7 separate regions of the Mus musculus genome follow, and regions 1, 2, 3, 4, 5 and 6 are each linked to region 7. The links are chromatin contacts, called in public Hi-C and promoter capture Hi-C maps. All regions are on one chromosome and are shown on one strand. The core of a region is the stretch at or near the end of the contact, and the rest is flanking DNA. Distances in the headings are between cores, read along the strand shown. Region 1 overlaps Exoc4 (exocyst complex component 4). Region 2 overlaps Bpgm (2,3-bisphosphoglycerate mutase). Region 3 overlaps Exoc4 (exocyst complex component 4). Region 4 overlaps Exoc4 (exocyst complex component 4). Region 5 overlaps Exoc4 (exocyst complex component 4). Region 6 overlaps Exoc4 (exocyst complex component 4). Region 7 holds the start of Lrguk (leucine-rich repeats and guanylate kinase domain containing).

Region 1 (3,922 bases), core at 606-3,105, 310 kb before region 7:
TTAGAGTTAATATGCTTTCTAAAATCCCACTTTCTTCATATTTGAAATAAGTCTTTGTTCCTTTAGTTGCTTTCTAAGAACCTTTTAATTACAATTTGATCATATAATTTGTCAGAATTGCCACACCAATAAAATTTTGTTTTGTTTTTCTAAATCTAGAAAGGGAAACATGAACAATATGAGCAGCCCCGTCTATGTGTTACAGTGAGAATTTGTCATTAAACATATTTTAGCTGGCTTTTCATATTAATAGAGAGACAGCCTTTTCACTAAGGCTTGAAAACACTCCCGGATTCAACAGAAGTCCATCAAAAGAGTTTTGCACAAATAAATCTTGTGTGTCATGTCTCCTTTTCTTTCCCAGAATTCTACTATAATAAGATCCCAGATTGGGTGGAAATGACTCAGTTTCTACAAGACATGCCATACCCAGTCCTTGGCAAGGAGTATCTAAGAAATCATGGCCTGTCACAAACCTCCAAAGATCTACAGGACCTGTAAATCCTACACCCCACAGCAGATTCTCTCATTTGGTGATCTGTCAGGAATATCCACAATGACAACAGCTTACATTAGCATGGTGATATATTTTTAAATTGAGAATTAACCTTTGTTGGCTAAAATTGAAAATGAGAATTGAATGCACTAGAGAAAACTCTTGTTCTAACCTGAGCTTCATATTGACTGCTCACAAAGCTGGAAAGATGACCTTTCATTGCTGTAGAGTCACAAGGCCATGCATAATCAGCCACTCTCACAATAGTAGATTACAATTCCTATGTTCCCACCATGCTTTGGTTCTAAAAACTAATGTCAATTTTTAAGGATTTTTTCTGTGGTACATCATCTAAAAGCACAAGTCTGAAGCTATTTATGGTTTAGTGGGTGAAGGGCTTTTGTCACAGAAGCATGAGGGCCTGAGTTCAAATCCACAGAACCCAGACAAAAGACAGAATACTGCATGTCTGTAATCACAGCAATCCCCTGAATGAGGGGACATGGAGGTCTGAGAGTCCCCAAAACCTTCTGGGTCACTGTGCTGGCTTATTTTATGACATCTTGACATAAGCTAGAGTCATCTGAGAGGAGGGAACCCCCAATTGAGAAAAGGCCTCTATAAGACTGAGCTGTAGGAAAGTCTATAGAGCCCAGCCCATTGCAGGTGGAGTCATCCCTGAGCTGGTGGTCCTGGACTCTATAAGAAAGCATGCTGGACAAGCCACGGGGAGCAAGCCAGTACACAACACCCTCCATGCACTCTGCATCTTGCCTCTAGGTTCCTGCCCTGCCTTCCTTCAGTGATGGACTATGATGTGGAAATGTAAGCTAAATAAACCCTTTCCTCCCCTACGAACAATACAGCAAGAGTTGGTAGACTTGAGCGTAGGGTCTGTGTTTGACATGTACAACTTCCATTTCTTGAGGATGTCATTTCCCTTCTCTAGGATTGTTTCTTTGTCTGCAGAATGTAAATACTGGAATAGCAAGGAGGATAGACAGTCTTTTCTTTCAAAAGTTCACTGATCCATTCAATAACTAGGCTAAACCTTGATGATAGCAGCCCTCAAAACCCATATACTCAAATCTTTTGGGGTACTTGGTATATATGTAGAGAATTTTCTGCATTTCCATGAGGTCCATACCTGATTCATCATGGTCATTAGACTGGACCGGTAGAAACCTGGGCTGAAATTCCCAACTGTACTCTTGGCTTGGTCACAGCCCTTATGCCCGGGCATGTTGTCTGACTTATCTTTAGTTCTACCAGCTGCAAACACAAACAAGGCTTCCTTCCCGACAAGCTGTGTGATGAATGACAGCACGATAGTCTTGTTGTGTCAGCAGCAACCTATGCTGATGTTAATTATAACCTTGTGGTTTCTGTTTCCTATTAGAGCTGTGCCTTTGTCCTCCTAGCTCTTGAGGTGTTTTTCTACTTATTTGTATTAGGGATGAGGACAGCCAAGTTGGCTCTGCAACAGAAGGCTGCCAAGTATCATAACTGAATTATAGTGTTTACTGAAACCAGTATCTCTTAAGCTTTTGTTTAAACCATGTTAACTTTCATAGCTCAGAGGAATTCATCAATCCTGACTACTAGTTATTTGTCAAAATGCTACATTAGGAAATAAAATGTTTCTGCATATCTAGGTTTCCTAAAATAAATGTAACCTCTGAGGGTATGCAAGCATTCTAGGATTCATACTAGTTAGATGCTTGGGCCCCTGGGCTTACAAATAAGCAAATATCCTTCCTTGGTTTTGGAAAACTGTTGGATTATTTCAGATCACACACATACACCCATCTTTGGGGCCTTAAGGGCATTAACATTAATGGAAGTGATGCAAAATTCAATTAGAAATTATCTGATGCTCCCTGCATGTCGATTTCACTCTACAAGGAGCCTCTTCTGCAGAATCTGCCTGAACAGATGAGACTCGGCACAGGCAGGGAGAAAGCTGTCAGAGGAGAAATTTCAAATAAGGGCAGAAAAATGATCCCAACATGGGAGCCCTCTTCACAGCATTACCCTTAGCAGAAGTAGAGCCTAGGGCAAGTCACATTATAATAGACCTAAAATATTTTAAATGAATGCCAAGGAAGACTGCTACTTTAGATTAAATGTTCCTAGGACTAGAGTAAATAACCATAATTGAACATGCAGAGAGACTATAGTGATATCAAAGTCTGATTGCATTGTGTGGACTATACAGGACAAAATAAGGTTCTGGAGACCTATTTCCTGGCTTAAAGGGCATGACACTAATGGATTCTACCCTAGTCACAAGCCTGAGGCATGGGAGAGAATCATGCCAGAGTGGAAAGACTCAAATATCAAGACAGACCAGGGTTTAAATTCAAGCTGTGTCCTTCAATTCCCTAGTGGCTTTCAGCAAACTACTGTACTTCATCTTTAAAATGAGAATAATGTGATTGGGCCTTGTGGTACATGTCTGTAATCCCAACACTTAGAAGACTAAAACAGGAGTAATGTAAGAGTACATACAAATAAACACAAAAACACATACATAGAAAAGTGATATCAGTCTCATAGAGGTTCTAGGAAGACTAGAAGTGAAGCTCATATTCATTCTGATGGTACTTGATATCATAGCATTCAGCAAAGTATTTTTATTTATTTACTTATTTAATGTATATGGCTGTTTTACCTACATGTGTGTCTGAGATATATATATATGTATGTATATATATATATATATATGTATATATATATATATATACATACATACATACACACATATATATACACATATATTCACACACATATATATATACATATATATACACATATATACATGTATATGAGTGTATATATATATATACACATATGTGTGTGTGTGTATACATTTAGCTTCTTCCTAATAGTGTATACACACACACACTCACACACATATGGCCCTTGGAAGCCAGAAGCGAGTGTTTGATCCTTTAGGACATTGTGAGTCATCATGTGGGTGCTAGGAATTATGAAATATCTGGTTGTTTTTCATATGATTCAGTTTGCTTTCTGTGGACAGCGTATGAATGTGATAAATTCTTCATACTTCCATCCTTATGTTCCTACATAATGAAAGAGTAGTCAGTTCTTTTAACCACTGAGTTGCCTCACCAATGACCCTCAATAAATGTTTAAAGACCTTCTGTGATACATATTTTATCATGGACATGAACCTTTACATATCTTGAAAATTTTACCTTTTTAGCTGCTTCCTAATAGTTGGAAATTTCAGAATATTTATGTCTTCATTTTCTAAGCCTCATTGCTGCATAGACTACTAGATACTACTAAGATTAGACATATCAGTAAACTAGGGTTTGACTGTAGTTGATTCCTGAAAAAATATTATATTCATGAACACACAAAGAATATCATACTAACATTTGAAGCACGGCTGTGTGT
Region 2 (3,574 bases), core at 991-3,490, 470 kb after region 7:
CAATTTACTTGGCTTCTAAGCAGGATTGCAAGCAGGAGTTTTTTCATTTTAAGTTTTCCCCCTGAAGAATGGCTCTTTTCCTTGCTTATTCTTTCTTCAGAACATTACAGTGTAAGCAGCGGAGTCAAGAGCATCCCTAGCAGGTCGACCAGTTTTTAAAAAGGTAACTTAATACAAGGAAATGAGTCTTTAATTATTACCGCCACTGTAACACTGTGGCCCGCGAATGGCACTCCCTGGGGGAAATGAGTCTTTCGTTATTGCCGCCATTGTAACACTGTGGCCTGTGAGTGGCACTCCCTGGCACAGCTGTACAAAGAGGCTGTTTGTGGAGCTCATGCTTCCTGCCAAGCATAGTCCTAGACATTTTGCACAGATATCTTGTTTCATGTAGAAACCTGAGTGTGGCCTTTAGCTCTCTGGAGAGCAGTAGCTCAATATTGGGTTTTACTCTGTTGTTTACTGTCTCCAAATCCTATTTCTTTATTTCATGGGATCAATCACTGATCAGGAGGCTTGACAGAAGCTTTAGTTAAAACAAGCAAGCTTTTTCACACCCCAGTACCGTGGATGAATCCGTCACAGCATGCTAGGTGAAGAAACCTCAGCAGAGAATGCTGCGTACCGCCTCGGCCCACGCATGTGGCACGTGGGAGCGAACCAAGCTACAAGGTCCAAGCAGAGCTGAGTGGCAGAGGCAGGCTGCATGTCTGCAAGGCGACTCGGGGTCAGGGGATGCTAGGCTCTTGGGCATCGTCACTGCAGGTGCCTACACCTTTATAGACGAAGCTTAACGGAGCTGGCTGGCAGGTGCTTTAGTGTTAATGTAGTGAAAATGGTGCCTCAGAAGAGACCGGCTTCATTCAGTGTAGTCAGTAAGTGAAGTGCCCTTAATCGGGACCTTAGTTTGTGTTCCACAGAGTGATCGTCTGAGTGGGATTCAATCCCAGGACCCCTATTTGCCACCGTATTCTATAGCCATGTGCTTCCATCTGCTCTCTCCACATACACACAGTGGAATTAGATGAACACACCTCCCTGTGTCTTGAAAACTCGAGTGGGCATTGTTACGGCCTTTTCAGTCTTCTGGAGCTGTGTGGTGCCGACTCTCTTCAGTGCCTAAGCCATCAGCAGGCCAGGGCCACCCTTCAAAGTTCTGCTTCATGAGATGTTACACCGAAGATGCTGGAAGAGTTTGTGTGTATTTTTATTTTTATGGTGCTGGGGATTGACCCAAGGAGCTCACACCTTCCAGACCAGTGCCCTGCCACTGAGCTGCACCCTAGCCTGACCGTGTATTTTGTTAGCCTTGCCAGTGTTACTTATACAGGTTGTGAAGCCTTCTGATGGCTTTTCAATCCCAGACTGATGACCTCTTATTTGTCACTGTATTCTATAGCCTTATGCTTTCATCTGCTCTTTCCACTTGTACACACACACACACACACACACACACGCACACACACCCATACCCATCTGTGTGCTTCTAACATCATCTAGTAAGGCTAGAAGTAGGTTATGGACCTCTTGGAGTCAATGTGTGTGAGCAATACAGTTGAAGACAATGTTACTGGTTGGAAGTTAGCTAACATTCTTACCCGAGGATCACCACTTTAGGAGCCTCGTGGCAGCATCTCTGACAGGCTCCCTGTCTGCTGAGCCTGGTCTGTAACCTGCCTAGTAACGTATTTCTATTAGAGATCGATTTACGTGTAATCTGAGAATGCTTAATATTTTCAGAAGACAAACAAGGCATGGGATACTATACAGTAAGAAAATTCCCCCAGGGACTGCTTCACTGGTTTTCAGAACCATAAATAATTGCCTACAATCTTGTCAGTAAGTCCAGGTTAAAGCCGATCTCGCCCCTGACAGTTGTGCTTCTCACAACGCTGCAAGAGAACTTTGAATGCCCGCGGGAGAGCTAAAAGCAACCTGTTGTGCACAGTTCCAGACAGGCGTGTGTTTCTTTTTCTTGTGGTTGGCATAGTTGCTTCCTGTTTGTTTCCTGCTGGTCCACACTGAAGGAAAAGCCGAGTACCTAACTGAGTGTTGGATGTGGTCTGTACCTTGCCAGAGGAAGTAGATTGTTTAGTCTGGTTTAAGCACAGGATCAGGCAGATGCAAGACAGGGATAAAGAGTGGCGGCAAGAAATTTGTATAAGACTTGGACTCTGTCCCTGGAGAAGTGTACACAGCTGCACACACAGCAAGTCAGACACAAGGTGACGTGAAATGAGAGAAATGAGAGGAAAGGTCAGCTAGAGCTGGCTGCCAATGGCGGCTGAGGTGTTTGTCACCTTTGGCATTTAGTAGGATATTTTCAGAATCATGGAGTTCAAGCCCTCTTTCCTGGGAGACAAATAATTGCTTAGTGGTAGAGCTGAGCTAGCTTTTATGCAAGCCTACAAAATCTATAGTAGCCTTTATTCTTAAATAGCGTAAGATTTTAACTGTAATTTAACTAAACAAATTAAATTATAATTATTTGAATACATTATTTAAATTATAAGTGATTTAAGTGAATAAATTTGGTAAATTATAGTGAATGAAAAGTTAACTAAAACTGAAAGGTGAATTCATCTCTCTCTTGCTTAATTTTAAAGCAGCAGCTATTACCCTGCCATCAGGTTACAGGGTAATTTAATACCCTGTTTTCTTTGGTTTCCCCAGGCTATCTTTTAATTGTATGTATGTGAAACTAAAAATTTAGAAGTCTAAAATTAAATTTACTTGTATGGTCACCTGTAATGGACAGTCTCTTCTTTCAGCCCTTACTGATAATAGAAGAATACACAGCGTCGTTGTCCCATAGGTCCAGTGGGGACAAAGAGGGGTGGGTGGGGGTCTCACAGTTGGCTGCCACCAGATTCACTGAAGCTGGGTGGTGTTTTTGCTTTTTTGTTTTTAATCCTAAAATATGGGCTTTCCTTTCGTCCTGTAGCAACTCCTCCTGTGTCCCTGAGTGCTGCTTTTCCCCATTTCCTGCTGCTAAAAGATTTGTAGGCATTTTAGAGAAAAGCCAAAGAACACACAGAACAGATTTGTGCAGTTTGCTTGATTAGCACTAGGTATAAACAACTTTTTTGTTCCAGGCTAAGAACTGTTTAAATGCACCTCCCACACCTCGTTTCTTGCTCAGTTCATAATGAGAAAAGTCTTTAATCAAGGCTTCAACAATAAAGACTAGACTTGAAAGCCAAGAAAGTTAGAATTCACTCAGTTCAACTGTATGCCCAGGGCCCAGTGATTCAAGTCCTGCTTTTGGCCCAGGAGCTAGAGTACACATGAATGAGTGAGACACACAAGGTCCTGCCTATGGTGGATCCTATGTGCCCCTTCTGATCTTTCAGAAATGTCACCCAAAAATGCACATCTGATATGACCTTCCTTGGAGTGCTCTCATGCAAAAGCCTGTTGCTGGGGAATCTTTAACCTTTATTCCTTATAACCTGCAATCCCATGTAAAAAGTGCATTCTTGGTGGATCCAGTGGTGACATACCTAATGTATCTGACGGACCATATAGCTCCATGTTTTGTGCCTCCTAGCAGGCAACCTTCGAAAGCACTGCT
Region 3 (3,764 bases), core at 987-3,486, 260 kb before region 7:
TATGAATATTACATGATAAAGGAACTTGTTTTTATCTGCATATATTCAGAAGGCTATGATATGAGCGAGAAATGTTTTTATACACAGGCAGACCACACTCACTCTGTGAGCAACTATGTATAACTGTCTTAAAGGTTTGGTCTCATCTCTGAAGGATAAAAGATTACATTCTGGATTGCTTGTTTGTTTGTTTGTTTGTTTGTTTGTTTGTTTTAGTGACATTTTTGGTTAATGGGTCTTTAGAAATCCTCCTCCAAAATGAAAAAAAATAGTTATATTTAAACTAATTTCTATAGAGTATAGATAGTAATGCAAAGAGGCTAGAAATAAACATTTAGTAGGGTTTTTTTTTCCTTTTTTCTCACCAAAAAAAAAGTATAGTTACCCCAATATCTATTTTATAGGGATCCTTAGTTATTTCAAATTTTTGTTTTAGGAGACCCATCTCATAGGTTATAGGCTCATTTAAAAATAAAATAATAAAATTCAAAGCAGCAAGCTAGCAGCTTTCATCCTGACAGGGCCTGCATGGGAAGTAATTACAGCTAGTGGCACTTCTTACCAGCTTTACGTGCTGAGCGCAAGGCTGTTCGAAATGGCATCAATATAGGGATAAGCCTTGAGCTTTAAGCTGGGAGTCTGAATTTACTTTTTATCATGTAATGGTGGGTTTGCTGATGGCCAGCTTAGTTTGTCACCTAGACTTTTCCATGCATCAGGCCACATTTGAGATAAATATTTTGAAACATTGAGTGGCTGCTGTCCATTCTGATCTTCTCTCAGCCCACTCTTTGGTGGATAAGAGAAGAGAAGGTAATGACTTATGACAGGTCTGCTGACGGGGACGAAGCTACATTAGTCCTCTGTCACTCAGGTCTTTAGAAGGCTGCCTTTGCCTGAAATACATTTGACTTTATGTGCTAACAAAGGCATCTTCAGATTTATTTCTTTTCCTTAAATGTTAGAGAAGGGGAAGAGCATCTCAGAAAAAGAAACTGGGAAGAAAGCAAGCTGGCTCAACAGCCCAAGCAAATGATAGCTATCATTCTCAGGAGGGAATTGCTGATCTGGCAAGATTCCTGGTAGCAGCCAGATGAGTAGAGACAGAGAACTGCTGTACTTAGGGAATTTTCAAGGTTCTTATCCTAAGTAATTTTTGCCCTGTCTGTATGTTGCCATTCTGGCTTAGGGACATTCTAGTGAGAAAGTGAATAGAAACAAGACTATCTCCGCTTGAAAGTTAAATGACCCTTTAAAGATTAACCGTTCAAGGAAAGCAGCTGGTCTTCTTCATGCTTTTCAAGGTTCCTACTCAACTTGTCTGTACATAATATTAGTGTGAGCATCTACAGTGGGCTGGGGAAATCTGGTCCATTGCCTGTGACAAGAATAACAGAATTCAGTCGAGTAATTCCCCTGTGTTAAAAGGCTATTGAAACTAAATGTCAATATTTATTAAATCCTTGCTCTGTGCCAAACTTATGGTTTCATCTCTGAGTGTCTTGGGACAGATGGATAGGGAGTACCAGTTGTGATGGTTCAGAAGCCAGGCACTGTACAGGGTGAAGAGAGGCACTGGGGGCCTTAAGAATCAAGAGAAACATTGGGTAAGAAGGATTCTGCATTGTTGTTGGATGTGTGTATATGGAGAAGAAGGAGAAAGTGTCCTGAAAAGGGGACACAAGATTCTCGGTGATCTAAAAGGACAAAGTGTCTGTGCAGAAGTGGAAGGAGAATGAGAAACAAGGTTAGACACAGCACCCCAGAGGCCATCTTGAGCTTTACAGGGACCAGCTTCCTGTTGACGTTTGACAGGGAAACATGAAAGGCTTTAGGGAATGCAGATCCTCAAGGGCAAGCCCTTTGAAGAAGACTGTGACTTTAAAAGTCAGAGACCTGGCATCACAGAGGCAGCTGATGTAGGGACCTAGTCACACTGAGCTAGACTCTCCTATGAATGTTTTGTTTGCTGGAGACTGAAGCTTGAAACAAGGGCCTGAGAACTGCCTAAGATAGGTGAACGCAGGCTTAGTTGTTTGAGGTTACTCCTTTGATGGATTGCCGTAATTGGCCAAACAAACTCAACAAACTGATTTCCTGGAATTTACATTACAGGTTTTCATTCCTTTGCCACAAAGGCCTCACAGGCCAGAGCTCCTCACCATCTCTGCCCACAGGAGCCACCAGCATCCAGAGCACATCCGGGTTGCTGAAAGATTAAGCTGTACATTTCTCATTCAATTTCTCATTCATTCTTTTTAGACCCACACAAGCTCTGTCAGTTGGAAATCCTGCCCTGGGGAGTAGACAACCCACAGCTAGCTCATTAACAGGTTATCTGCGTCATTGTGTCCTTTTTAGACTGTGAATATTAGGAATAGTCTTTTGAGAAGAAAAAATCATCTCAGCTTCTATTTGGTTTCTCTTTCTTTTTTTTCCCCATCTCAATCTTCTTTTACCCCTCATGGTTACAGCTCTTCTCAAGATGGATGCCCTATCTGTAGAGTCCAGAATACCGTGGGTATTCACTTGCAAATATGTACAAATTCAAATTCAGATAACTGCACTTAAATGAGCAGTTCCCTACCTCTGCTCACTGGGTGGACCCAGCACTTCTCTCTGCCCGATTTCCACTATAAGAGCTTAATTGCTTTCCCCCTTTTATTCCAAGAGGCATTTCTGAATTGGTTGTCCTCTTGGCTATTTCAAGGTCAAGGCTGCCTATCAGGTACTTGCAGAAATGCTTTGGTGAATTTGTTTGCTGTGTTTCTATGGCTTTCAAAGCTATACCAGGGCAAGCAACCTGAACAGAGTAAGGGCTGAACTGTGCTAATTTCTTTCCATTTCCCAACCAAAGTTGCTCTTTTCTTTCATCCTTTCCAATTTTGCCATAGATCAGTAGAAATTTTTAGCACATAGTAGGTTCACACTGAATGAATAAATGGAATTGCCAGCAGTGTTGTCAAAAGATGTACAAAAGCAAACTCACATTATTTTTCAAGTGAGACACCATTATATTTTAAAATAAATTTTCTTTCTGAAATTTTCCTCACAGAAAAGATGTAAGGACAGTGCAGGTCTCCTGAGGTTTCTTGCTGTCCATAGCCATGGCAGTTTAATTTTTATTTTTTGATTGTTTATTTCTTTTTATTAATTTTTTCAATTTTTATGTAAGTATATATTAGTACACTAAGCATGTTCCCCCTGAAACCTCCTTCCCCGGCCTTTTCTTGTCCCCCTGATGGTGTCCTTTGTTCCCTTGGACACTTCTTTCATGTCGTATGTGCATACATGATAATGTATAGCATATAAAATCTAAGAGCTGCAAGTGAGAATATATGCAACGTTTGACTTTCTGAGACTGGCTTATGTCACTCTAATGTGATTATCTCCAGTTGCATCCACTTACCCACCAATGGCATTCATCTTTATGGCTGGAAACGTTCCTTTGTGCATATATACCACACGTTTATAAATCCATTCCTCTGTTGCTGAGTCCTACTTTGTTCCATCACTTAGTGGTTGTGAGTAATACTGCAGTGACTGTTGATGTGCATGTGTCTCAGTGCTATGTTGATTGCACAGTATGTAAATGCACAGAAGTGGTGTATATATACTTCACGTAGTGATGATGAGGTATCTTGTAGACTATCCTACAAAGTGTGCTTGCTGGTTGTTTCTCCTGACTTCATGAGAATTGTGTGGTTTTGGACATCTCAGATCTTCTGATGGGACCCATCACTATTGATGTGAAACCATGACTG
Region 4 (3,956 bases), core at 1,370-3,869, 410 kb before region 7:
TGGACGCTTGATGACCTTGGCAAGCATAATTAGGCTGTTCTGTCATGAGTGTGAGGGTGAAGGCATGGAAGAAAGGCCTCTGAGGCAAAGCTTCAGAAAGCAGACTTTAACTTGGGGAGCTAGGACCTCAAAGTGTAGCCTTATTTTGGACAAAATAAAATCTGCCTTGTAAAATAATCTTTACTTGTTATGTCTTCAGTTTCTGAATTTCCCATAACACTCTCAGGCTTTCTTACCTGGTAGTTCATCATTGTCAGCACATGTATTATTAATTATTTTGACCTGGAACATTAGGGAAAAAAATCACACTGTCAACTTGGTAGTGTGACTACTCCAGGAACCTTAAAATTGGAAGCTAAACATGACAAAAAGAGCCCCAATGTAATTCAGTTAGTAGGGTGAGTGGTGATGGTAGCGGCTGTGGGGGTAAGTGATGGAGGAGGTGGTGGTAACGGCTGTGGGAGGAAGTGATGGAGGTGGTGATGGTAGCTGCTGTGGGAGGAAGTGATGGAGGTGGTGGTGGTAGCTGCTGTGGGAGTAAGTGATGGAGGAGGTGGTGGTAGCGGCTGTGGGAGGAAGTGATGGAGGAGGTGATGGTAGCGGCTGTGGGAGGAAGTGATGGAGGAGGTGGTGCTTCTTTGTCGAGGCCAAACTGATCTCTCCACAAAGAGGCTGTGATAGAATTTCTCATGGCTTTTTATGCATACAACAGAAAGAGAAAAAGATTGTCATCCCAGTTATCCATGCCCAGATAAAAGCCCATAGCCTCACTTTGTGTGTGTTTGCACTGCATGGTAAGCATGGCTTTAGGTTTTTAGTTTGGCTTTTTCCTCATCTGTAAGTCAGCTTCCAATGCATCCTTTAATTTTACAGATAAATTCTTTAAGTTCCTACAGATGGCATAAATCTCACTAAGCATTTTCAAAGTTAAATATAAAAAAATGTGATTCTACTTTCTTTCAACTCTGTGGCTACTCAAGCCAGCAAGTGCTCTCGGATCCTTGGTTTCCTAGTATACCTAATCTAATGGACTCTTGCAGTTTATGCGGAAGGATTTGGTGTATTTTAAATTTCTGTCTTAGGGAGATAGTTCTGTTTGAGAGCACATACTAGCTTAGTATCACCTAATGAATTGGGATTTATATGACATGTGTATAATTATTTTACAGTCACTGTTTTATTTATAATGTGTTCAGCGGCATACCCACTAGTTCTCAGAAATCATTTCACTCTTTGTTTTTTAAAGTGTCTCAATTTTTCCCTGTATTTGTTGAAGTTAATAGCAAAGTGTAAAAACACTTATAATTTTATGATATATAAACTATGTCTTAGTAAGGCTATATATAATATATAATTATATAAAATGAAAGATTCTACCTACCTAACAAAGCCATATATTGAAAACACAGTAGCCTTCTTTCATTAGCCTTATCCTGATTTGGTGGACTGTGCTGCTCCATGCATTGACTGCCATATTCCACAACTAATTCCAGTCCTAAAACATGGAGGTATCTCAGTCACTAATTGAAACTCTCATTTTGATAAGAACTTGAGAAGGGTTCAGTAATTCTAATTTCCTACTTTGCTGGCCAACACAATGTAAGGATGGAATTACCCACCCCATTCACAGCTTATTACCCTGTGTGTTCACTCACGAGGAAATAATTTAAGGCAATTTACTCCCAACTGTTTTCCTCATGCTGACCCCATTATTAAAGTAATCTCAAGGTTATTATTTATTTTGAAATTATTTAATTTCCGTAGCGATTGTAAATTTATTCACACCTGATCTTATTCTCTCTCTCTCTCTCTCTCTCTCTCTCTCTCTCTCTCTCATCCCCCCCTTGCTCTCTGTCTGTCTGTCACTCTGTCTCTCTCTGTCTGTCTCTGTGTGTATGTCATCATGAAATGTCCACATTGTGTGTGTTTATGATGTTTCCTCATTATGTCACCAATCCAGGTCCTAATCGCTCCTACCTCTGTTCTTCCCTGATGATTTCCTGCTTGTTTTGAAACCTCCCTAACAGTGGAGGGAGGGTTAGGGGGAGAAGGGGACCTGACATGCTGTGTCTCTAGTGAAAATGTTCTTGGGAAAAAGTTGTTTGTTTTCACACTAATAAAACTTCAGTTTTATAATAATACTCGGGCAATTGGAGCTCTTGCCTCTGTAGACACTCATTGTCTTAGACAAGCAAGCAACGTCTATGTACTCTACCTATACTCCTAATGTTCTAAGAAAATGAACTGTCGTGTTGTAAATGAACCATTTTGAAAGTTTTAAAACACTTTGATTTTCATAATTTTATAAAGCTTTTTGATTCATTTTCATTTTTATTGCCTTGTGCATTGTAAGTCTCCCCCCCAAATTTTTTGTTTTTGTTTTGTTGCTGTTGTTTTTTGTTTGGTTGGTTGATTGTTTGGTGGTTTTGTTGTTGTTGTTGTTTTTGGGTTTTTTGTTTGTTTGTTTGTTTTGGGTTTTTTTGTTTGTTTGTTTGTTTTTTTTTTTTAGATAATACAGTACCTAAGTTTTCCTTTTCAAACCAGTTGTGGGCAGTGTCTCTCTGCCCCTGCTTTTAGTGCTCTGGTGACCTTGGTTTGGTGACCTTGGGTCATTGCACTCAGTGTGGCTTTGACTGCAGACCTGCAGGAGTGGAGCCTGGGTGTGACATCCGGTTCTTACCCTGGCCTGGGGTGGCCTAAAGAGTATTTTCAGCTTCACTGAAATCTCACATTTTCCACATAGGATGGTACAAGTGTTAGGCTAACTATAACCCTTTATCATCAATTGATCCTGGCAGGCATTGTGTGAACAGGGCTTTTTCTACCTAGATTTTTCTTTTGTTCATTGTAGAGCATTAGGAAGCTGAAGGATTTTTTTTACTAAAACTGGGCATGGATGTCTATACTTGCAATCCACACACACAAGAAGCTGAGTCAAGGGATCTGCCATACATCTGAGGCCAGTATAGGTTACACAGCCCTGTGGCAAGCAGCAAGACAAATCAACCCTCCAAGTTAGAAATTGAGGATTGCATAGATGAACAAAATTAGCTTTTTAATTTGATTATGATCAAAGCATCAAGAGTAAGTAGAAATAAAATTCATATTGGGTTTAAACTTTGCAAATGTTACATTAAATATATATTTTTGTTATTCTTTAGATTGATTGAAAGCTTTTTATTAATTTTATTTGATAAGTTTGTAAACTTTCTCTCTCGCAAGGTATTAAACTTTGTTTTACAACATAATCCCCATTCATGTGAGTCAAAGTCTAAAAATTTTTGTTTTACATCTGAAGACCAAATAGATGCTCCTGCATCATGCTAGACAAGAGAGTGATTAATGACTCTGATCAAGATCTGAACTGAAATAAATTTTGCCTCAAATGGAGAGAAAATAGTCTTAACACATATCCTACTTGCTAGCTAGCTCACATATATGTGCCCCCCTTTTGGGGGTTCTTTCTTCTCTTCTATGTAAGATTAGAAAAATCTTATGATCTTGTCCTAATTTAAAATAGCAATACAGTTAATTTTTAAATGCCTAAAATAAAGAGTGTTGACAGCCAGCACTTCATATGTGCGTGGTCTAATGCCTTTCTCACCTTACATAAATCTCTGGGAAAGCTCTAGGCAGGAAAAGGTTTCCCCAACACCATAGGCTGTAAAGTGGACATAGCCAACTGCTCATTCAGCTCTTAGAGCAGTCTCTGAGACACTGACGCTTCTGACTTCATTCTCCTACAGGAGCTCACTGCTCACCTTGTAAGAAAAAAAGGATTCCTGCTGAATTCCTAGGAAAAAGCAAGTCAGAGCTTTTCAAAGAATGATTTTGCTATTGCCTAAAGAGCAAATAGCCTTTCAGACACTCCACAGGTAGTTATTTAAATACAGTTAAGCCCCTGATCACACATGCCTTTGATGAACCTTCCCACTTTAAATACATCAAAGGAAGTA
Region 5 (3,993 bases), core at 1,468-3,967, 490 kb before region 7:
GAAAGCAATGCCTTCTGCCAAGGACAAGCCATTTGTTTGTTTACATAAATAGATCCACCTGTAGTGTAATAGCCCAATCGTTGGGAACTGGGCCATGAGGCAGCATTTAGATTCATGACACTCAGGTCCTATATTCACTCCAAGAACAAAAGTTAAATACTATGTAAACAAAGTGAACTCTTTGCTTTTCTCCTCCTTTCCTCTGTGGCCTTTGCTGCCATATCCTATACAGATCTTAAATGGCATCCTACAAATGGATAAAGAGCTTGCTTATGATTTTATGTTGGAGGAGTAATACTTTACAGGCTCTTGGTTCAATATTAACATAGTGCTGTCCTTTATTCTCCACTTATTCATATGAAATCAGATGACAAAAAATGGAAGACCTAGAGCTTTCTTAACCATGTTTAGGTCTTTTTGATGTCATTGAATTTTAAATACATGCATAGGTTGCCATCAGCCACCCTGAAACTTTACTGTTATCCTTAGCTCTGAAAGTTTGTGTAAAAATTTTGTTCTATTACTAAGTGGCTGATAGAAAAATTTTAATGGTCCTATTTAACCACCTCTTTGCAAAAGTAAATGATTCAGGTGTCATATAAGGGACCTAAATATAATGGAATGTTCAGTGAATGATGAAGTCTGACCATTGTGTTTCAGGGATTAAATGGATGTAGGTCTGAGAATTGGTTTAGGCAACTTGACTGTCCTTTGCTGTAGCCATAAGACAGAGACAGACATGCTGTAGTGGCGGATTTTGTAATCCTGAGTGTGTACTGTGAGCCTGTTACAGATAGCTCTTGAATTTTTCCTATTCATAACACTGATGTTCTTCTACAAATATTTTTGGACCAAAGATAGGATCACTAGGTCTAGACTTGAGTATTCAAAGGCTACTTGTAAAACATTTTCTGTGAGCCCTGTGGTGCATTCATGAATACACCTAGGACCCTGTGGAGATCCACTGAGTGGCCGTTAAATTAAGATAATGTTAAGACTTAAATGTGTATTAAAAATGAGAAAGTATTTGTTTTCATCCCAGTGAATCTAGTAATCCTCATTTGTTATAAAAACCCGGAAGAGGAAAAAAAAATGCTGTGAGCAGTTATCACTTAAAGCTGTAGCAAGCTGTGGGCCCGATGTTTGTCTCATTTTTACAAATAATGCAGGAGAGCTAAACACATGGGCAGGAAGGTATTTGTTAAGGCAAGAGTGACAGTGAAACTTTATTGTTCTGATTGTGGACACTGGCAGGTCCTCATTCGCTTCAGCATCTAATGTTTTCTATCTGAAACGAATTCTCGTCATCCTTACTCAGAAGGCATAGCCTTCAGGTCCTTGGAAAATCCAGTTCCAAGTCTATAAACCGTCAGCCATCTTCCTTCCTGTGTCACTCATGTGCACGCCATTTTGAAAGGGAATGGGTTTGTTTGGGGGGAAGCACACTGAAAAGAGGAGCTGAGGAAGCTTGTCAGCTCTGTTGGTTAATGATCATGCTGGGTCTTCATGGTGGGAGCTCTCAAACTTTCAAAATTTCTTCTGCTCCTAGGTTTCCTTCCCTTCCCTGCCTCCCACACACTGAGAGGATTCTTGTTGTACACTTGCGCGCTGCATTTCTAAAATGCCTTTTGAGTGGACTCTAAATTAGTCTAAGATCATATTTTGAACAAACATAATGAAAAAGAAAATATTCTTTAAAGTAATACACAAGTATTTTATTAAGCAAATAAAAACAGATAAGTTTCGTACATCATTTTAATTAAGTATTTAAATGACAATATGTACATTCTAATTTCAGAATCTATGTTTTATTTGGTTACATAAGTATATAGTGAAATTTAATAGCTTTAAATTTTTATTTGCTAGCTGTACAGTACATAAAAATAATGTCCTTGGAGAAAGTATAGGTGTAGTGCATTAACTTAGTGATTGTCTATAAACCACTGTAGCAAGACTATCCCAGCCTCTGCAAAGAAATCTCTTAGAATGAATAGTCAGAGCCATTAAAGCAGAACCAGATGGGTCCAAGCTTCTTCCCTTCCTCCCTGAGTCAAGGAGGAGACGCTGAGAGTCCTCTTAGGCTTTTAGGCAAAATTATATACAATGCTAGCAAACTGTGTATAATGTACAATGGAAGAAAACAAGTTGTTTATGAGAAATGGCACACAGAAAGAAAAGGTTCCTGCATTTGAAGAGCCCTTTCTTCCTTCCTTCCTTCCTTCCTTCCTTCCTTCCTTCCTTCCTTCCTTCCTTCAGTTCTTCCCTCCTTCATTTCAGCAATTATTCTCACAGTCTCACCATGTGCTAGACAGAATTTCAGACACGAGGGATAAGCAGCACGCAGGCAGAGAGTTTTCTGTTTTTGTGGAGCCGACATTTGTTTTTATAGAATCTGATAGACATGGATTGAGCAAGCAGATTGGGTTGTGGGAAGAACAAATGAGAAACATGAGTCAGTTGAAGGGTGTGCTTTTTAGCTTTTTATCAGGATGCCAAAATTGTTGAGAAAAACAGCTTTAAGAAAAACAGACGCATGATTTCAGAGGTTACAGGGACCAGTTTGTCCTTCTAGTCATGGATTCTGACTGACTGGCCCGTGGTCTCTTTTGGTTATGGTCGTTTGTCTTTGCCCTGAATGCCAGATGTAGTTCCATTGGTGTTGCCTGCTGCCTCCACCTCCTCGCTTTGCTCCAGTGTGATTGCCACACAGTTCTCCTCACAAGCCTCCCAGTGCTATTGTTTTCTTCTGTTTGTTTTCTGTCTATCTCTGTTCTTTCTTATCCCATACAGTTTAAATAATCCATTTGTTGGATCCTTGGCCTACTTTGGATTTTTTTTCTCCTTTAGCTGCAATAGAAAATGGTATTTGGGTATTTTATTTTCTATTGTAAAAATAAAATGTATAATGATTTTATGAGAAGCACTTGGAGAGAAATGGCTATTTTCTGACGTGAAACATTAGATTGAGGCTGGACAAGGCAGCCTAGTATGGGGGAAATTGGTCTGTAATTCTCTCTCTTTGTTGAATTCTTGTGTGGTATCGTTATCAGCTGGCTGTGGCCTCATAAAATGAGTTTTGCAATATTCCTTCTGTTTCTGTTTTGTGGAATAATTTGAAGAGTATTGATATTAGCTCTTCTTTGAAAGTCTGGTAGAATTCTGTGGTAGAACTGTCTGGCACTGAAAGTGCTTTGGGTAGGAGACTTTTAATGACTGCTTCTATTTTCTTGGGCTTATAGGTATATTTAAACTGTTTATCTGATCTTGGTTGAACTTTGGTAAATGGTATCTATCAAGAGATTTGTCCATTTCTTTTAGATTTTCCAATTTTGTGGAGTACAAGTTTATGAAATATGACCTAATGATTTTTGGGATTTCCTATGTGTCTGTTGTTATATTCCCATTTTTGTTTCTGCTTGTGCTAATTTGGATATTCTCTCTCTGCTTGTAATTAGTTTGGATAGTGTTTAAATATCTTGTTGATTTTTCAAAGAACCAGTCTTTGTTTCATTCATTCCTTGTGTTCTCTTTGTTTCTATTTTATTGATTTCAGCCCTGAATGTGATTATTTCCTGTCATCTACTCTTCTTGGGTGTGTTTGCTTCTTTTTGTTCTAGAGCTTTCAGGTGCATTGTTAAATTCCTAGTACAAAATCTTTCTACTTTCTTTATGAAGGCACTTAGTGCTATAAACTCTCAGTATCACTTCCATTCTGTTTCTTAAGTTTGGGTATGTTGCACATTCATTTTCATTGATTTCTAGGAAGTCTTTAATTTATTTCGTATTTCTGCTTTGGTCCAGTGATCATTCAGTAGGGAGTTGTTCAGTTTCCATCATTGTAGTGATTTGGATAGGTTTGGCCCTTATAGATTCACCTGTTTGAATGCTTGGTCATAGGGACTATTAGGTATGGCCTTATTGGAGTGGGTGTGGCCTTTTTGAAGGTATTGCATCAATCAGAGTCTCCTCCTGGCTGCCTTCAGATCAAGATAT
Region 6 (3,676 bases), core at 1,049-3,548, 350 kb before region 7:
ATCAATAGTCCTACCCAACTGGGAACCATGACAGGTCTACTCTTATCAGCACTGGCTCGTCTCTCTCTTTCCCTTTGTGAGGACTCAGTGAACCTAAACTTCCCAGGCTCTGTACTCACTGCTACAACTTTCCTTCTCTCCTGGCAGCCTTTTCAATTATTCATTAAGACACATCCAACATGACTTTCTTTCTTTAGCTGTCTCTACATTTTGTTCTTATATAATTGTGGTTCATATCACATCCTATCATAGTGACTTGTTTTTCTACATTAGACCTTTGTAAAAAGAAAGCCCAATGGACTGGAGAGATGGCTCAGCGGTTAAGAGCACTGACTGCTCTTCCTAAGGTCCTGAGTTCAAATCCCAGCAACCACATGGTGGCTCACAACCATCTGTAATGAGATCTGACGCCCTCTCTGGAGTGTCTGAAGACAGCAACAGTGTACTTACATATAATAAATAAATAAATCCTTAAAAAAAAAAGAAAGCCCAAATTATACCTGCCTTTGCATCCGCCATCTGGGACATTGTGCCATCCTAGAATAGTTTCCTGGACTACTTAGAAGGAACACTAATATGCTAATCAAGTCTTGTGCAGAGCACAATATTATACTTCCAGATCTAGTCATGTAAAGTCCTAGGATGTTCTCCAGCTTTTGAACCTTAAGTATTATGCCAGCTACTTCAAACATCATTTCAATAAATCCAATTTGAAATCTGTATCATGAACACCTATGGCATTATTTGATGCAGTTCTAATCAGTTATTCACACTGTAGGCTGAGTTTGTTTCTCAGTACCGTCTAGTGAATTGTGATTGCTGATCTGATGGGTGATATCCTTATGCCTGTGACTTGGGGACTACATTGATTCCCTCAGGTATCGTGAGGTTATTTTAATATAAATGAGTTTATTATTTACTAAATGTCCATACTGTGTGTATAACTGTCACTTCATAATGGATGCACCTTGGTCATTCCTGTGTCATTCCTGTGGCTGTGTTAACATTTCAAGACTCTCATTTCCCAGCTCTGTCTATGCTGTGTCTGTCTTTAGCCTTCCACTTTTCTTCATGTTTCTGCCTAGCGTTTTTTCATTCATATTTTTCTTTCCATTCCTATAGAGTTTCACCCATGCTTACATTTTGCTTAATTAACAGTTTTCGCAGCTGTATTCAAAGTCCATTAAGCATTGCTAATTGTTACTACTTGGTTGCTTCCCAGGGTTTCTAAAGAAGATAAAATAAAACAGGACCAAACATGACACCTTGGTTCACTGGGGTCATCTTGATCCCTATAAAACCTAGCATACAGCTTTATTAAACTGTGTTTTCTCATAGTGAGCCACACATACTGTGATAGCAATTTAAGATGACAAAGTATTATTACTGCTAGAGAAAACTTAGATATATTTTAAAACATGTTTACACTACCTTACAGATATAATTTAAAAACAAATTGTATACACTAAAGCAAGAAACTTTTGTTAAGAAACTTTTGTTTTTCTCCAAGCAAAAAAAAAGCCCAGAGTTGTGAGCGGTTGTCAATGGTACATGAATATTCAGATAAACCACCCAGGGTTACTTGGTTGTTTAAGATGAGGCTTGATCCAGTAGCATTTGAAAAAAAAAAGGGGGGGGGATACTTTTTGCCACTCAAAACAGTGCCACCTCATCTTCTTGGAGTTATATAGACCAGGGAGTTTTGGTAGATAATGTGTGGAGAAATATGAGAAACACATTATTTTAAACTCAAAAGAGGGACAAAGAACATGGAGTAGTTTTTCCTTTTCCCAGCTGCCCTCTGGTGGCAAAGACACAGCAGACAGCAGCCATGCTGAAGGAAGCTGCTTCCCTGCTTAAGAGGGACCAACCAGAGCCTTGCCTGTGCATGTGTGATTCCAAAGCGGAGTGCAGGGCCTCCTAATTACATCCTGCTTCCCCGTGGCATCTGCTCTTATCGTGGCTGCTCCAGGCTCCACCAGCTCAGTCAATACTCACATATTAGCAGGAGACAATCGATAGAAAAATTAAAAAGGAAAGTCAAGGTAATTAGGCTAAAGCTGCTGCTTATGAGTTTTCAATAATTGCTTTCGCTTCCTCTTGTTTCCTCATCTCTAGAAAAATAGGGCCTGATTGAAGGACTGGGTCGTGTTTGACTGAGGACATGTCAAAATTATACAAAGGCAGGCAGGAAATAGAATTAAGCTGTATTTGTTTTAGAGCAGTAAAGGGGCTTTGCATGATGGCAGGGGAAGAATAGGAGCTGATTTAAATGTCCCCATTAGCAGCTGTGCCATTGTCCCTACCTGTTTCTGTCACCAGCTTCTGCACCACTAGCAGGAGCCCACTCAGAAGCACCATGACACGTCCTATACCCAAGCTCCAGGGGAAGGCAAGAGGGAGACTTCCCCCAGAAAGCAGCATCCCGATCACTCTGGAAATTTCATTCTACCTTTTACAAAACTATGAACTAAATCAAAATCTCCTAGTTGCTAGCCGTTGTGTGCCGCTGTTGAGCATTGGTCTCTGGGTACAGTTGTCATGGATGGCAGCCCACTTATGAACACATTTGGGTGAACTGTATTTCCTAGGACAGGAAGTCAAGTCTCCATTTTGACCTGCCTGGGCATTTGTGTCCTCTAAACAGAGACACCCTTCGTCTTCTTGTTGCATGGTACGGTGCCAACTACCTTATAGAGGAGGAAATACCAAGGGAGCCCCTCCTCTGAGAGTGATGAATCAAGAAGGGGAAAAAAAAAGGATAGTTTTGTTACAGAGATATTTTATGTTTTATGTCCATTTACAGTCTACATATGCATGATTTCTGTCAGCTTAAAGCACTTTATAAACTTTATAACCAAATTATGTACTTACATCATTTCATTCACTGTTGATATATAGCTGTTAAACATCTGCCACATGCATATTTCTTTCAGGAAAAAAATGTAAAAGAGAATTCGATCTTGGTAAATACACAGGAAATATTGAGATGAAAAGAATATGATATGGAAGTATTTATTGTGCACCTGCTATGTCTAAAGCATAGAAGAGCCCACTGGCAAAAGACAAAAAAAAAAGATAGAACTCTTATCACCTTCCCCACGTGCCCCTTCCTTCCTCCCTCCCTCCATGTTTGTTGATCAGAAGTGAGTGATAATACCTGTGTTTGGGTCCAGGGCAGTCTGATTTACATCATCTCGTTAACTTAGACTTTTTCTTAAGGTGTAGGGATTGATGTGTCAAACTGCTCTTGAGGCAGGTAATTCACATGTTATTGTGGATAGGGATGCTATGGTGTGGCAAGGGGAGCAGAGGCCTAGAGAGCCAGGCTTGCTTGCCAAGAGCTGTTGCACTGATTCCCCTCTGTCACTCCTCTCCTACCTGAGCTTGTGTCTGTGACTCTGTCACCTGGAGAACTTGTAGCAAGGGGACTATGTTATGATGCATGACATGAGTTTGACATTTGTTTAGAATTGTACCAGGGCTCTGTAGAAGACTCCTGCTTCCCCTACAGCCTTCGGTTGAGGTGGAGAAATTACAAACCAAACAGCTTTGATCACCTTCCTCAGCTTCCTTGGCTCCACCTCCTGGTCCTTTCCATCCCTCAGGGGAGTCCCCGTCACAGCACTTAGACTCTCCTGCCCTTCTCTGGCCTCGCTATGATCACTTTTGGGGT
Region 7 (3,686 bases), core at 850-3,349:
GAACAGTCTCTAACTTAGCAAGTCTATGTCACAATTCCTTATCTTGTGGATTCTGAATATGGTTGCCATCTTTAACTCTGATTGACTTGAATAATTACTGATGTCATTTATTGTTTCTGCCACACTCCTTCCCATTTAGCTCCTGAGTAAACAACACAAAGACATCAGAATTCATTAACAAGCTACAAACCTAAACTGGGCAGGTTCTGACACTATGACAACCCAATGAGGCTATTAATAACCAGATGAATATACCCACTGCTTGCCAACTGAGTCTTGTTTTGTTTCATGTGTGGCCTCAGGGTGAGCTTCTCTTGGCCACATGATCATGGGCCATCCTGCCTCATGGAGTCCTCCTTCTTCCTTTACCTTTTTCCTTCTCCTTGTAGTCCCTACCTAAGACCCCCTACTCCATTTCAAGTTCTGCCTTCCTCTCTCTCCTTCCCAGTCTTGGGCTCTAGCCTTTTATTGTCCAAGCAGAGATTGGGGAGAATTCTTTATAGCACATTGGTCAATACAATGCCCACGTCTAGACTGAAATGTGACCTTGGGACACAGAACAAGCATCTGAATGCACAGTTCACGAGACCAACTCCAACAAATAAACTCTCCCCAGCCTGTTTCATTCTAGTCCTTGTAGGGCAAACATGTTTTTCATGTTTTGAAATTATTCTTTGACAGATCCTAACTCTACCATCAAACATTTTTCTCAGTAGATTGCCGTTAGCAAAGTTCCCTCTGCTACAAATGCTGATTAAGTTATTGAAGACACACATAGGGTTTGCGTTTTTATAATTTCTGCAAGAGCAGAGCGAACACTCTAGTCTTCTTAGTTAGGTGGATCCAGACCCTAAGGCAATGAGGTTGGAGAGAAATCCCTTGTCAAAATCGGTACCCACTAGGAAAAGAAATAACAGGCAAGGCAAACCTAGCAGAGAGATACTTTCATTGCGCCCTTTCCAGTTACGAGCCGCAAGATAATGAAGGAAGGTAATTCTGAAAGCTTTATGTCAGTTTTAATGGTCCCTCAAGCACTAAGAAAGATAATAGTCAATGGATGGTGTCCATAAGAATTTTTTCTCCTTTTCCCCTGACAGCCATTGATAGGATCATTTTGTATTTGTAATGGCTGTCACTGAAGCATGGAGAAATGGCCCAGTAAGGCCAGAGGATGAAGACAACTTCCCTGTCAGGATCTCTGTTGTCATTGCTATGGCAATAATAGTTGCTACAGTTCTCGTTCTGTTTTTCTATAGCATGTCTATTTTGTGGAGCTTAAGGCTATAGGATTTGGGTTTCATAAAATCACACTAGCAGAATGCCATGCCTTTTCTAATCCTTCAAGAAGAACATTTGATAAAACTATTCAGCAGGATGAAAATAATTACAGATGCAGGTCACTTGACTAATTATTGATGGAATACTAACCTCTTCACAGGGGTTCAGATACACTACAATTAGTTTGATTTATTTTCCTTTTCTCTCCTCCCTTTCCCTTCCTTCCCTTCCCCAATCTGCCCCTCTGGTCCCACTGCTAGCTTTTTTCTTCCCAAGGACCAGACTCAGAGTTGGACAGGTATGTAAATTAACTACAAATGAGCTCTTAAAATCCTTTGGTAGTTTCTCTTCATTATCTACAATGAAAGGAAAAGGAGAGGAGTCAGGTCTTTTCAATCTTCTATGTCACGGCCTCATCTCCTCCCACGGCGCTGTGCATAGTGTTAAATTTCATCTTTACTAGCTTTCCGACCGACAGAATTAGGGATGTCAAATGCTTCCAAAGTTCGATGGTGTGAATGAAGCCAGACTGGAGATGCTTGTGTGAATGTTATCAAATGTGAGGTGAACAAGCTCAAAGAAGGACAGGCAGCAAGAAGACAAAGAAAGTGGGTGGAGAAAAGGGATTAAAAGTACATGCAAAAAGGAACAACACTAGCCACTGAACGTAAAGAGGAAAATAAAAGAAGCAGCAGAACGCTGCAAAAGTGAACGCCAATGGAGACCTTGACAGAATGTGCAAGTACGGAAGCTTGGACTACAGCCCCCCAGAGTTCCTTGCAGCGCCGCGGGCCATGACGTCAGTCTCCTAGGCAACGCGTATAAACAAGATGGCGGCCTTCGAGCGAAATCCCTCGAGATGGAAAGGCACCCGTTTCAGGCGGGGTTTGGGCGCCTCTCGCATTGCAGCCCAGGCGATACTGTCGCTCACAGAAAAACAAAGTCAGGGCCGTTGGCCTTCTTTCCCCCTGGGTCTGAAGTCAAAAGGGACTTTCAGAAGCGCCTCCTCTTACCTCCTCCACCAGCTCATCCACCGCTCTCATGAGGCAGAAGCGGAGCAAGAAGAGAAGCAACAGGAGGACGGAGAATCTGAAGAGTCAGAGGAGTCCGAAATGCAGAATTTGGAGGTGTGCCTCCCCCCCTCCCCAACCCGCACCCCAGTCTCAGGCATCCTCCAGCCGCTCAACCTGGCTGCCTCAGCGGCAGCTTGCTTCTGCCTTCTCTAGCCCTGGGCTCAGCCCACTCCACTCTAGCCAGAGGGCAAGGGCTTTTCTTTGCTGCTTATTTTTATTCCCCCATTTCTCGTGTGCTTCACCTCCTGTCTTGGAGAAAGGGGGTGAAACCCTCCAAATATTTACTTTCTTTTCCTAGTTTCTTATCTGTCAGATTACACACTGTTATAACGGGGGGAAAAAAATCAGTGTACCAGTATGGGTTTAATGCTTTCAAAATTACGCATTGACAAAATTATGCGGGCCATTCATCTTCTTCCTTCCTCCAGGGTGGTTTAAAAAAAAATCCCAATGCTCTGCTGAAGACGAAATAATGTATACGTTTTATATGTTACTTCTGCTCGGGGTATTTGTGTGCCTATTTAAGCACTCCCACTCTTTCTGGTTAGAAGGGAGCCACAGCATGATCAGAGAGAGCCAGCTCACCCCTAGTTGGCAGAGTTTGGCTTATGGGGAGCGTTCCCAACGCTCTTAACTATTTTCCTAATCTCCTGATTCCACTTCCCTTCCCCACTTGACTGTATTCCCACACACCGACTGTCCTTCCTCATCCCTTCGCTTCCTTCCACCTTGCATTCCCTTACTCCTAGTATTGGCTTCTATTTATTGTGCTTTTTCAAAATCGTAGGTTGATCTGTTTCCCTCTCATACCCAGTTAGGCTTTTCTCTCTGTCATAGCTACTCAGAACCAACATCTTTCTTGATTTCACTTCTTGCCTTTTTTCGCTGCTCCCCCTTCTTTTCCCTCAGCTTCTTCACAAGCCACCTTTCTCCCCCTGTCAAACATGGCTCCTGGTTTGCCTTCTTTCTTGTCCTTCCTGCCTCTGACCTCCCGTTACTCCACTTCTGCCCTCCTTTCCCTGGGCTCTTGTCTCTAATGCCCTTTCCTGCACTTGGAATATTTGGCCTATTTCCCCCCTCATCCCTCTTTTTGTTTTTCCTAGTCTACATCTTTCTTCCTGGGCTGGTTGCATTCTAACGTTGCTTGAAGTTGGCTATAGCAGTGTGCTGGCAATGGCGTTCTTGCCATTCTCACCCGGCACTGAGAGGCAGAGATAGGGTGATTGTCGTGAGTTAGAGGTTAGCCTGGTCTACACACCCAGTTTCTGATTAGCTAGAAACACTGATAGAACCACACAGTGAGACCGTGCCTTAACAATAACGATGATGATGATG

The links. Promoter capture Hi-C pulls out the DNA fragments that hold promoters and counts their contacts. Hi-C and Micro-C count contacts between places; a contact is called where the count stands out from the background.
Region 1: a promoter capture Hi-C map of the 3T3-L1 cell line shows a contact between it and region 7, with 3 times the contacts expected there. The contact joins the enhancer-like site here to the promoter of Lrguk in region 7. A contact is called at or near these places in 4 of 39 promoter capture datasets (the 3T3-L1 cell line, cranial neural crest, hippocampal neurons and 1 more), 2 of 484 Hi-C or Micro-C datasets (embryonic fibroblasts and olfactory sensory neurons) and 1 of 9 other capture datasets (adipose tissue).
Region 2: a promoter capture Hi-C map of the HPC-7 cell line shows a contact between it and region 7, with 3 times the contacts expected there. The contact joins the enhancer-like site here to the promoter of Lrguk in region 7. A contact is called at or near these places in 3 of 39 promoter capture datasets (the HPC-7 cell line, HPC-7-derived erythroid cells and stem cell-derived epiblast-like cells) and 2 of 484 Hi-C or Micro-C datasets (the HPC-7 cell line and regulatory T cells).
Region 3: a Hi-C map of the N1E-115 cell line shows a contact between it and region 7, with 2.7 times the contacts expected there. The contact joins the enhancer-like site here to the promoter of Lrguk in region 7. A contact is called at or near these places in 2 of 39 promoter capture datasets (hippocampal neurons and stem cell-derived epiblast-like cells), 3 of 484 Hi-C or Micro-C datasets (the HL-1 cell line, the N1E-115 cell line and embryonic stem cells), 2 of 115 datasets of contacts at active chromatin or transcription factors (both in embryonic stem cells) and 1 of 9 other capture datasets (embryonic stem cells).
Region 4: a promoter capture Hi-C map of embryonic stem cells shows a contact between it and region 7, with 4 times the contacts expected there. The contact joins the enhancer-like site here to the promoter of Lrguk in region 7. A contact is called at or near these places in 6 of 39 promoter capture datasets (the 3T3-L1 cell line, the C10 cell line, embryonic stem cells and 2 more), 1 of 15 datasets of contacts at CTCF or cohesin (the NIH/3T3 cell line) and 1 of 9 other capture datasets (adipose tissue).
Region 5: a contact with region 7 is called in a promoter capture Hi-C map of hippocampal neurons, with 4 times the contacts expected there. The contact joins the enhancer-like site here to the promoter of Lrguk in region 7. A contact is called at or near these places in 5 of 39 promoter capture datasets (the 3T3-L1 cell line, the C10 cell line, hippocampal neurons and 2 more).
Region 6: a contact with region 7 is called in a promoter capture Hi-C map of hippocampal neurons, with 3 times the contacts expected there. The contact joins the enhancer-like site here to the promoter of Lrguk in region 7. A contact is called at or near these places in 10 of 39 promoter capture datasets (the 3T3-L1 cell line, the C10 cell line, the HPC-7 cell line and 7 more), 7 of 484 Hi-C or Micro-C datasets (the HL-1 cell line, the N1E-115 cell line, cerebral cortex and 4 more), 2 of 115 datasets of contacts at active chromatin or transcription factors (astrocytes and embryonic forebrain) and 1 of 9 other capture datasets (macrophages).

What each region holds. Positions count from the first base shown.
Region 1 is chr6:33,719,541-33,723,462 of GRCm38.p6, forward strand. The region is part of intron 10 of Exoc4 (exocyst complex component 4); the gene reads left to right. Among named protein-coding and RNA genes, the nearest start is that of Gm13853, 270 kb to the right of the region's middle. Within about 2 kb of position 1,856, at least 15 of the 459 cell types and tissues checked have an H3K27ac peak or open chromatin away from gene starts, as enhancers often do.
Region 2 is chr6:34,493,236-34,496,809 of GRCm38.p6, forward strand. All of the region lies in intron 2 of Bpgm (2,3-bisphosphoglycerate mutase), which reads left to right. Among named protein-coding and RNA genes, the nearest start is that of Gm52898, 17 kb to the right of the region's middle. Within about 2 kb of position 2,241, at least 68 of the 459 cell types and tissues checked have an H3K27ac peak or open chromatin away from gene starts, as enhancers often do. A contact at or near this core is called in the HPC-7 cell line and regulatory T cells, where this site is marked.
Region 3 is chr6:33,767,600-33,771,363 of GRCm38.p6, forward strand. The region is part of intron 11 of Exoc4 (exocyst complex component 4); the gene reads left to right. Among named protein-coding and RNA genes, the nearest start is that of Gm13853, 220 kb to the right of the region's middle. Within about 2 kb of position 2,237, at least 19 of the 459 cell types and tissues checked have an H3K27ac peak or open chromatin away from gene starts, as enhancers often do. A contact at or near this core is called in the N1E-115 cell line and embryonic stem cells, where this site is marked.
Region 4 is chr6:33,618,277-33,622,232 of GRCm38.p6, forward strand. All of the region lies in intron 10 of Exoc4 (exocyst complex component 4), which reads left to right. Among named protein-coding and RNA genes, the nearest start is that of Gm38785, 180 kb to the left of the region's middle. Within about 2 kb of position 2,620, at least 7 of the 459 cell types and tissues checked have an H3K27ac peak or open chromatin away from gene starts, as enhancers often do. A contact at or near this core is called in embryonic stem cells, where this site is marked.
Region 5 is chr6:33,540,479-33,544,471 of GRCm38.p6, forward strand. The region is part of intron 9 of Exoc4 (exocyst complex component 4); the gene reads left to right. Among named protein-coding and RNA genes, the nearest start is that of Gm38785, 100 kb to the left of the region's middle. Within about 2 kb of position 2,718, at least 13 of the 459 cell types and tissues checked have an H3K27ac peak or open chromatin away from gene starts, as enhancers often do. A contact at or near this core is called in hippocampal neurons, where this site is marked.
Region 6 is chr6:33,680,128-33,683,803 of GRCm38.p6, forward strand. All of the region lies in intron 10 of Exoc4 (exocyst complex component 4), which reads left to right. Among named protein-coding and RNA genes, the nearest start is that of Gm38785, 240 kb to the left of the region's middle. Within about 2 kb of position 2,299, at least 64 of the 459 cell types and tissues checked have an H3K27ac peak or open chromatin away from gene starts, as enhancers often do. A contact at or near this core is called in the HPC-7 cell line, the N1E-115 cell line, cerebral cortex and 3 more, where this site is marked.
Region 7 is chr6:34,027,349-34,031,034 of GRCm38.p6, forward strand. Lrguk (leucine-rich repeats and guanylate kinase domain containing) reads left to right here and starts at 2,100. Exons shown (of 20, transcript NM_028886.1): 1 at 2,100-2,405. The coding sequence starts at 2,109. Gm38786 (a long non-coding RNA gene) reads right to left here and starts at 2,376. Exons shown (of 4, transcript XR_868961.1): 1 at 2,292-2,376.